2 separate regions of the Oryctolagus cuniculus genome follow, and region 1 is linked to region 2. Evidence: chromatin contacts called from public Hi-C data. All regions are on one chromosome and are shown on one strand. The core of a region is the stretch at or near the end of the contact, and the rest is flanking DNA. Distances in the headings are between cores, read along the strand shown.

Region 1 (4,042 bases), core at 791-3,290, 1.4 Mb before region 2:
CTTGGTCTCCTTGCTGTTGCTCAAATGTGCTAGGACGGCCCGTTCATGAAGATCGCAGAAACGATATTAAGATCAGGGAGATAGTAAGTTTTTTTGCAAAACAAGCAAACTGAGGCCCATGGGGTAAGATAGTTTGCTGGCAGACTATAACTGGCCGCCTTTTTTAAAAATCTCAAGCGCTCACAAGTTTGCTTATCAGAAAATGTCTCCAAACTAGAAAGAGTCCTCACCCTAGGGGCATGGTTAGGCTCCGTGGCTCCGGTACCGCCCAAACAACCCGGCCCGCCTTGGCCCGTGCTCAACAAGTGCGGCAGCACCGGCTGGGGACCCAAGAGGAGGGGGAGCCTGGACGTCCGGGGCAGTCTCGAGGGCAGTGCCGCGCCCACCCAAGGGATCCGGTCTTGGCGGAAGAGAACCTCACCTGTCAGCAGAGTTGGTTAGAGTGAGCAGGACAGGAGCAGAAGGCTCCGAGAGCTCTGAGGACCCCGGCGTTCTAAGAAGGTCCGGGTTCGGCAGTCGCCCTTCCCTTCCCCGCTGTTTAACCCCCCGCTTCCGGCTTCCGGTGTCGTAGCCAAGGGAACCGGAAGTAAAACATATGAGCAGGGTCCCGGAGAACACCGGAGACTGGGAGAGGTGCGAGGCCACGGTAAGACTGCATCCTGCTGCAGAGGGAAACACGAGTTCCCCAGCTTTGGCCTGCCCACGGGACGCTCCCCAGTGATAAGCACCACCCGCGTCTTTTCAGGGCTTCAAGACCCACACTGCCCCTCATCTCTCCGGCGACGGCATCCACCCTCGGGGACTCCCCACGGCCCCGCCCCTGCCGCGGGAGGAGCCGGGACGAGGCTGCACCAATAGGGCCACTTTGACTAGAGGACAAGTGTCGGTTCCTCTGGGGAGCAAGGAGGGCTTTAAACGGCCCTGCCATGAGCAAAAGGGAACCCAAGGGAGGCGTGGCCACGCTGCCGACGGAAGTGGAGCCCACTGCTAGGGCGCGGGGGTCCCCCAGGGCGAGCGGGAAATCCGACCATCTGGGCGAGGCCAGCCTAGCGATGAGGACACGGGAGAACTGCGGGGAGCTGCACCCGTGCCCGCAAGGCATTGCGGACGCTCAGCAGCAGCAGAGACCCCAAGGAGTCCAGGAATTGGCCACCGGCGCAGGTGCCCAGGCGCTGGCGGGACTGGGCGGATCGGGCGCAACGCAAACCCGGCCTGCGCGCGCAGCTGCCCTCGCTTCGCCCCGCCCCACCCCACCCCGCCCCGCCCGCGCGAGAGAGCCTGGCTGAAGCCCCGCCCCTCGCGCCTCTCCTGAGGTCGGTCAGCTCAGCCGAGGCACCCGCCCCCGCCGGTTAAATGGGCTGGCGGGGCTCAGCCCCCGGAAACGACCGTGCAGTCCGGGGCAGTGCGCGCGGCGGGCGGCGGCGGCGGCGGCAGCGAGGCGCAGGTAACGGGGTGGGCGGGCGCCGCTCCAGCCGAAGGGAGTGCTTCCCGCGCGCAGCCCTTCCTGCACGCTACTTGCCACGCTTGGGAAACGCGACATAATCCATGGGGTCTTACTGATTCCCTTTGTACCACGCACCGCTCTCACTGGGCCTCTAAGGACGAGACACTGAGAGTGGCGGGGACCTGCTGAGGGCTCCCCAGGGGGACGGGGGAGGGCGGGAGCCAAACTCCGTCATCCACTCACCCTGGTTTCTGCCGGAGCTCAGAGTGAGATGCCCTAGGCACGCGGTGCAGGTGTTCACTCTAGTTAGACTTGATGCTCTAACTGGGATCTTGTGGTGCTCAGGGCGATTTTATAATGCGCTCTCTGGAAGAAGTGAGCCGCGAAGCACGGCCAAAGGCCAGAGCCTGCAGTTTCTGACTCACCGAGCCTACTCTCCCACCCACCCCCAGTCCCCGCCCGTCCCAGCCATCAGGAGGTGGTCAGCCGAGTGAGGACCTAAAGGCTCCCTGATGGGAGATGGGGGCCAACTTCTCAATGGTCTTCTGTTCTCCCATCTTGTCAACAAGCCTTTCCTCCCACAGACAGCAACATCATGGCAGAGCAAGTGGCCCTGAGCAGGACCCAAGTGTGCGGGATCCTACGAGAAGAGCTCTATCAAGGCAATGCCTTCCACCAGGCGGATACTCACATATTCATCATCATGGGTGCATCGGTAAGTCTCCCCAGGCCCCGGATCCTAAAATTGAAAATGTGAATGTGACATTGTGCAAGGCGCTTCCCACTCTGTGCAAAAGCTTTTCCAGCCAATTGTGGGGCCACATGGGCCCTTCCTGTTGCTTCCACCCATGTCCTAGTATCAAGCCCACACTACATAATATGCCCCCACGGGGGTGGTGCTGAAACCTCTGCTCGGCTATCGACTGTAGACCCACGTCCTGGAGCTCCAAGATCCTTAGGAACCACCTAGTTGGACGCCTTCCTCCTCCCCAGGGAAAACTGAGATGGAAAGAGGAATGCTACTGATTCTGTAGTTTTTTCCAGCCTGTTTGTGATTTGACAAGTGGCACACAGTGACTTCCAAAGCCTGCTGAGGAGCGCTTTCCCATCCCACCTGGCCCCGGTTGTCCAGCTGCCGGAACTGCCATTTAGCTCCGCTAGGAAAGGCCAAAGAACAAAGCCCAGGCAAGCATATAGCACATTGATGGCGCTTGGGGACAGCAGAACAGGCAAACATGTAGCATGTTGATGGGGCTTGGGGACAGCAGAAGACAGAGAGGTGGTCCTGGTAGAGCAGTGTCCCCCTGTGTGGCAGCAAGACATAGGCGGCACTGATGAGAACAGAAATTCCAAGTGGTCCCCACTTTGCATTTTTAACTCAGGGAATGCCCACGAATGTGCTTGCAAACATGTGACGGACCATCTTGGACATTAACTTCCCATCACCCTTTGCCAGATCTGCCACTCGCTCCCTGCCACCTCTGTCTCTGATCAGAACTTGGGAAAGGACGGAGACAAGCAAGGGAGAAGGGCCTTGCCTATGAAAGAGCAATGGAGGGCTACCCCAAGCACTGTCTTCTCACTCCAGAAAAACCTAAGACCTGGCACACACAGGGTACAGGCTTGGCCTCAGCTCTGGCCCCAGTCTGATCCCACTAGAGGAGCTACATTGTGTCAGTCACAAACTTTAGTCTCAGTAGCAAGTTGGAGGAGAAAGTCGCTGAGCGCTGAGAATGATTTTTCTAATCCTTCCCCATCCCCACCCTACGCCGTCACAAGGATGCTCCAACAGAGTGACCCGGGCCACAGTGATGGCTTATGTGTCCAGCTTTGTGTGTGACCTGGAGCAGATGTCTCCCCTGCTTCAAACCTCCGTTTCCAGCCAGCAGATGAGGGCTTTTGAAATAGGTGCGAAGGGGCCGGTGACTTTGCCTTGATTGTATGTCTTCTGGCTACCTTCCCCTGTGTGGCCCTGGGGTTGGGCAACTCTGTTTCATTGCAATTGGTAGAGTTCCTCTTTGTTCTTCGCTCTGGGAGTGACAACCAGAGGCTTTCAGAGCCAAAGGGGGAAGTGTAGGCCCTGGCGTAAGCCAGTGGGGAGGACAAGGGTCCTCTGAAGAGCCTTATTGTTTCTTTCTCCCTCCTCCTGGTGGAAGGGGCTAGAGCAGGGGGTGTGCCCCGTGCCTGGGCAACCCCAGAACAGCTCCCACCCTCATGCCTCACTGGGTGCCAAAGGTAGGCAGGGTCCTGTGGCTATGGGAAACAGCCATGGTCCCTGCCTCCTCAAGGACAGACTTTCAGAGTGGCACATGGGACAGAAGATAAAAGTGGCCACTTGTGTCCCCAGTCCCCGCTTTAGCCCTCAGGTCTCACGAGGAGGGCCAGGAGAGCAAGCCCTGCAGGCGAAAGCCAGGGAAGCGTCCCACGCACACCCCAAGCCCTAAGTCAGACGGAGCTCAGCGTGACCCAGAAACCAAAAGGAGGCCAGTGGCTAGTGGGTCCAGAGCCTGGGCAGACAGGCCACTGCGGGGCGCCTAGCCCACGTGGCCAAGCCCTGCCCCTTCCTCCTCCCTGGCTGGCTTGCCCAACTCTCACCTA
Region 2 (4,389 bases), core at 1,728-4,227:
TGCATTCCTGGAAACGACTGAGTTATACAAGCCCACTACATTGTAATGATCTGTTGTTTCTTTAGTATTGGAACCAGGAGGCTATGTACCTTCCAGAGAACCTTGACTTGGAAACATGCCCCTGCCCCTCAACACACACCACATGATCACCAATAGTTACAGTCATCCTTACCCTGTCACTCACATCCCACATCACTCACTCACGCCTTCTCGATCATGCTGCTTTCCTCTCACTATGGCCTGCTCTCTGCTTTGCCTTGTCATTCTCATTCATTCTCTCTCTCTCTCTCTCTCTCTCTCTCTCTCTCTCACTTTACACACACAAAGAGCCCTCAGCCTACCTGGGATCCTAACCTGAAGTGCACCTGCACACTACAAGAATGTCTTCCCTTCTGCCTCGTGTGTTGGGAATTAGGACAGACACCTCCTCCTATCACTGTCCACCCCAGCTCCTTCAACAACAGGAATCCCATCCACACTGCTCCAGGTTCAGTGAGTCACCACAGCTCACTCACAGGGCAGAAGACCAAGCACCTGTGCATATAATGTGTCAGAATTGGCATGGAGTTAGAGGAAAAATACCTCCCACCTGAGGTGCAACCACTGACAAGAAAAAAAAAAAAAACCCTGGCTCCAACAGGCAGGATTCCAGTGCAGCTTGGCCCTTACCTGCTGGCACAGCCCTCCGGTTCAGGTTCAAGGAGCTTCTCGGGTGCCCTGGGGCTGCCCTGCCGCTCTGGGACGCTGGGATCTGCAGGTTGCTGAGCAGGTGCAGTTGGGTCTCCATGGCCTTCTCTCAGGGCTCCAGGCCTCTCCTGCTGGGCTTCTCCCACCTTGGTGGCCACACTGTTCTCACCACCAGCCACGGCGCTGAGGAAGAATGAACACCCTTATGGAGAGAGTGCCCTGAGACTCGTCCCTGCTCACCCAGAGCACGCCAGCTGGCACCTCCCACAGGCATGGAGGGGTTCACCTCCCGGGTGGTGGGGCTGAGAGCAGCAGACAGGTACGGACCACACACCCTGGGGAGCAGTTCGTGTCCTCTTCAGAGGACCTCAGTATCACTGCTTTCTTCTTGCTGAAAAAAAGAAACAGCCTCTATTTGTAATAAAGGAAGCTCAAGACAAGAGCTGCAGGCAAGTAGATGCGATATCACCCAATAACCAAGGGGAAAACATCCCATTGGTACAGTGCCTCTCCGTTTTGCTTCCATGCTGATAGTACAGATATCAGAAGTGGTATTACCCACCCTACCTGTGCCTGTAACATATACTCTTGAGCCAAACACAGACACCGAAGGCCTAAAGAGCTCATCTCCAAATTCTGGGAGACAGCTGTACCGTGGACTTAATCAGAGTTCTATCCTGCCCCATGTCCTCTGTAGAAGTAAGATAATAGGGGTGTCCTCACCAAATTTTGTGACTAGAGCCATGATTCTCCACAAAGTGCAATTTGAGGTTCACTACAAGTTAGGGACTAATGGACTACTAAGACTTTTTTCATCCTAGCCCTTGGTGCAGGGCTACTATCATTTAGAGATGTAACCCATCTGGGTTATGAAAAGGAAATCATAGTCAAACACCCACAGCAGGCTCACCAGTGTAATATCCTGCCGGTCTTATTCTTAGATGCTAAGTGGTTAGAGACAGGCTAGGTAATCCTGGGAGTAGCCACCACTGAGGTCTTAGAGTTTGGATTAGTTGGTTTCCCTGAAGCCCTTCCTTCTGAATGTAACTGGATTAAAGCTCCAGTACCCCAATGCCGCCACTGCCAATTCCTAACACAACCACATTCTTTACACAAAGCAGAATGTCCCCATTCTACTCCTGTACTATCTCTACTAGACTCTTCCACTGTTTGACAGTGGTTGTCAGCACTGTGAAAATTGCCTAAAGTTTGGCTGCTAGTCGTGCAGAATGAATGCAAGACTGAAAGCCCACATTTGCAATCTAATAAGGAAGAAAACTGCCTGTTTTGGATATGAAGTCTGGTAACAAAAGTTTAGTGCGAAAGAGATGACATACTTTTTTTTATTCCTGCTGGGGTTCTGCATTTAGTTTTAAGGTTTTATAGAACTGGCTTTTGACATTTATACAGCACTTTGTACCAAGAAATGTCCTACATGCTTTATATATGCAAATCCAGTTAAACCTAACAGCAATGCTATATGACAGGAGCCATTAGTTCCACTATTCTACACATGAAGACACTGAGGCAGACAGAAGGTGAGTAACATGCAGAAAGTCACACAGATACTAAGTGGCAGAACTTGGATTTGATTCCAAGCACCCAAGTCCATACTATTAGGGTATTATACCACTTTCCTTTGTATACGCAGGACTAAGTAAGCATTAAAGCAGAATTCGTAACGTTTGGACCAGTTGAAATTAAATTCCTTTATAACCTACGAAAAATAAGGTTCCACTGCTCTGCAGGATTTCAACCCCCCAGTCCCACCCCCACCCTCCACAATCCCTCACCACTGAATCCCAAATCCCAGGCCAGGTCTGCCCAAAGGTTAATCATGGCCAGAGGATCCGGTTGCTCTCCCCACACAACCACACCTCCTGCCCCTGGCCAGTTCTGAAGACCAGTATACAGAGTCCAAGAGGTGTTGGTGCTAAGACCACCTGACAAACTAGAGCCACAGAACTCTCCTTCGACTCCTTAGGGTCACTGTACTCTGCCTTCCTGTAGCCAGGGCCTGGGTGACCGGCAGTTGTCCACGCGCAGTCATCTCAAGGCCAGTGGGGCCATCATTGCCCATTTTGCTGTGAGTCGGGGTGGGGGTGGGGGTGGGCAGGAAAAGCTTAAGAGCCCTCAGGGAGGGGCCGAAATTAGCGGCCAGGATATTTGTGGTCCTGGAGCGCCACCTCGTGGCCGGTATGGGCACGGCTGCAGGAGAAGCCCTGTTGTGGCAGATCTCGTTCTGGACAGCCATTTCGCTTGGCGGAAGGTCGCACTTCCCCAGAGGGCATTGCAGCCCAAGCGCGCGAATGCAGGAAATGGCGGCGTGCGCAGCCGCACTCACGACAGCTGTACGCTGCTTTAGGCGCGTAGGCACTTACGCTTAGAGGCGCACAAACGCCCTACCGCAGCCTCTTAAAGGCGCAGGCGCGTTCAGAGTCCTCCAGTCGGCAAGGACACGCGCAGACGCACACGTTTCCTATCTCCTTAACCTCTTGTATGCCTTTTTTTTTTTTTTCCCAAAAAAAGATCGCGAACCCTCCAGAGCAAGACTACTAACATTTTGAGCTGTGTAATTGTGGGGGCGGGCTGGGGAGGAGGACACATCATGGGATTTTTAGCAGCATCCCTGAACTCTACACTTTAGTAGCCAGCAGTACCTCCCACTTTCCGTTGCGACTACCAAGATCTCCGGATATTGTTAGCTCTCCGGTTAGTGGGGTGGGAAGGTCCAGAAGATGCCCGTGGTTCAAACCCAAACAAATCAGGAAAATTTTTTTAAATACTTCCTGGGTGATTTTTCAAATGTAGCAGGAATCAAGATGCAATGTGATCTCGAGAAACTTTGTATTGAGTTTTGCAAACTTTTAAACACCAGAGGAAAGTAGTTCGGAGCCTGGGCTCTAGAGTTAGCCAGATCTAGACTGCTACCCGCTTTGCTTCTCACAGCACTGCACCCCTGGCTTTCCGTGGTAACCACCTGGAAGTTATGGGTGTGGGATCTTGAGAATAGTCTCCAAAGACTTCCTAAATTAGCTTTCTGTAGTTTCTCTTGAGGTTTTCCAGAGACCCTCTTAATTAGCACTACCACTTGTAAGGCTCTGGATAAGTCATTTAACCTTTTTTGTGCTTCAGTTTCCCCATCTTACCCATCTCACAGGGTTGCTGGGAAGACTGTAAAGCACCTGGCACTGCACATCCCACCCTCCAGCATCTGGTTTAAGTAAAACAAAAGAAAAAACAAACAAAAGACCAGTTGCAATATCTGGAGATGAAAACATGCATTCACTTAAAAAAAGCAATCCCAAATCATAGCATGCTCCCCTTTGGGTTGAAACTTGAAATAAAATGCAGTTTCCTTATCATGCCTGATGAAAGCTCTGTTCCATCTGCATTCTCTTACCAGCTAGCCAGGCTCCAGTAATTCCACACTTTGGAACACACTAAGTACATTCCCACTGCAAGCTTAAGTTTTTGGGTCCTTATCAGCAGCTCCCTTCTCCCTGTTCTCTTTGCTCACTGCCTCGCACTCCACTACCACCATACTCGGTAGCCCTTGTTACTACCAGTCACTCTTTATCTTAGCACCCTGGCTATTTTTTTTTTTCAGATAAGTCCTTCCCAGGAGGCACAGAGACCTGAGTTCCAGGCCTATGTTCTTCATTCTAATTAGGTATCGACCTTGAGAAGCTGGAAAGTAGC

The links. A called contact is a pair of places that touch in the nucleus more often than the background predicts.
Region 1: a Hi-C map of psoas muscle shows a contact between it and region 2, with 5 times the contacts expected there. The contact joins the promoter of G6PD here to the enhancer-like site in region 2. A contact is called at or near these places in 2 of 6 Hi-C or Micro-C datasets (psoas muscle and an unstated tissue).

Annotation. Positions count from the first base shown.
Region 1 is chrX:132,757,573-132,761,614 of mOryCun1.1, reverse strand. G6PD (glucose-6-phosphate dehydrogenase) reads left to right here and starts at 2,040. Exons shown (of 12, transcript NM_001171382.1): 1 at 2,040-2,159. The coding sequence starts at 2,040. LOC127488381 (a long non-coding RNA gene) reads right to left here. Exons shown (of 3, transcript XR_007916079.2): 3 at 2,136-2,183. It also overlaps a transcript of IKBKG not described here.
Region 2 is chrX:131,364,974-131,369,362 of mOryCun1.1, reverse strand. ZNF185 (zinc finger protein 185 with LIM domain) reads right to left here. Exons shown (of 21, transcript XM_070067417.1): 17 at 670-870. Among named protein-coding and RNA genes, the nearest start is that of ZNF185, 37 kb to the right of the region's middle. Within about 2 kb of position 2,977, at least 4 of the 8 cell types and tissues checked have an H3K27ac peak or open chromatin away from gene starts, as enhancers often do.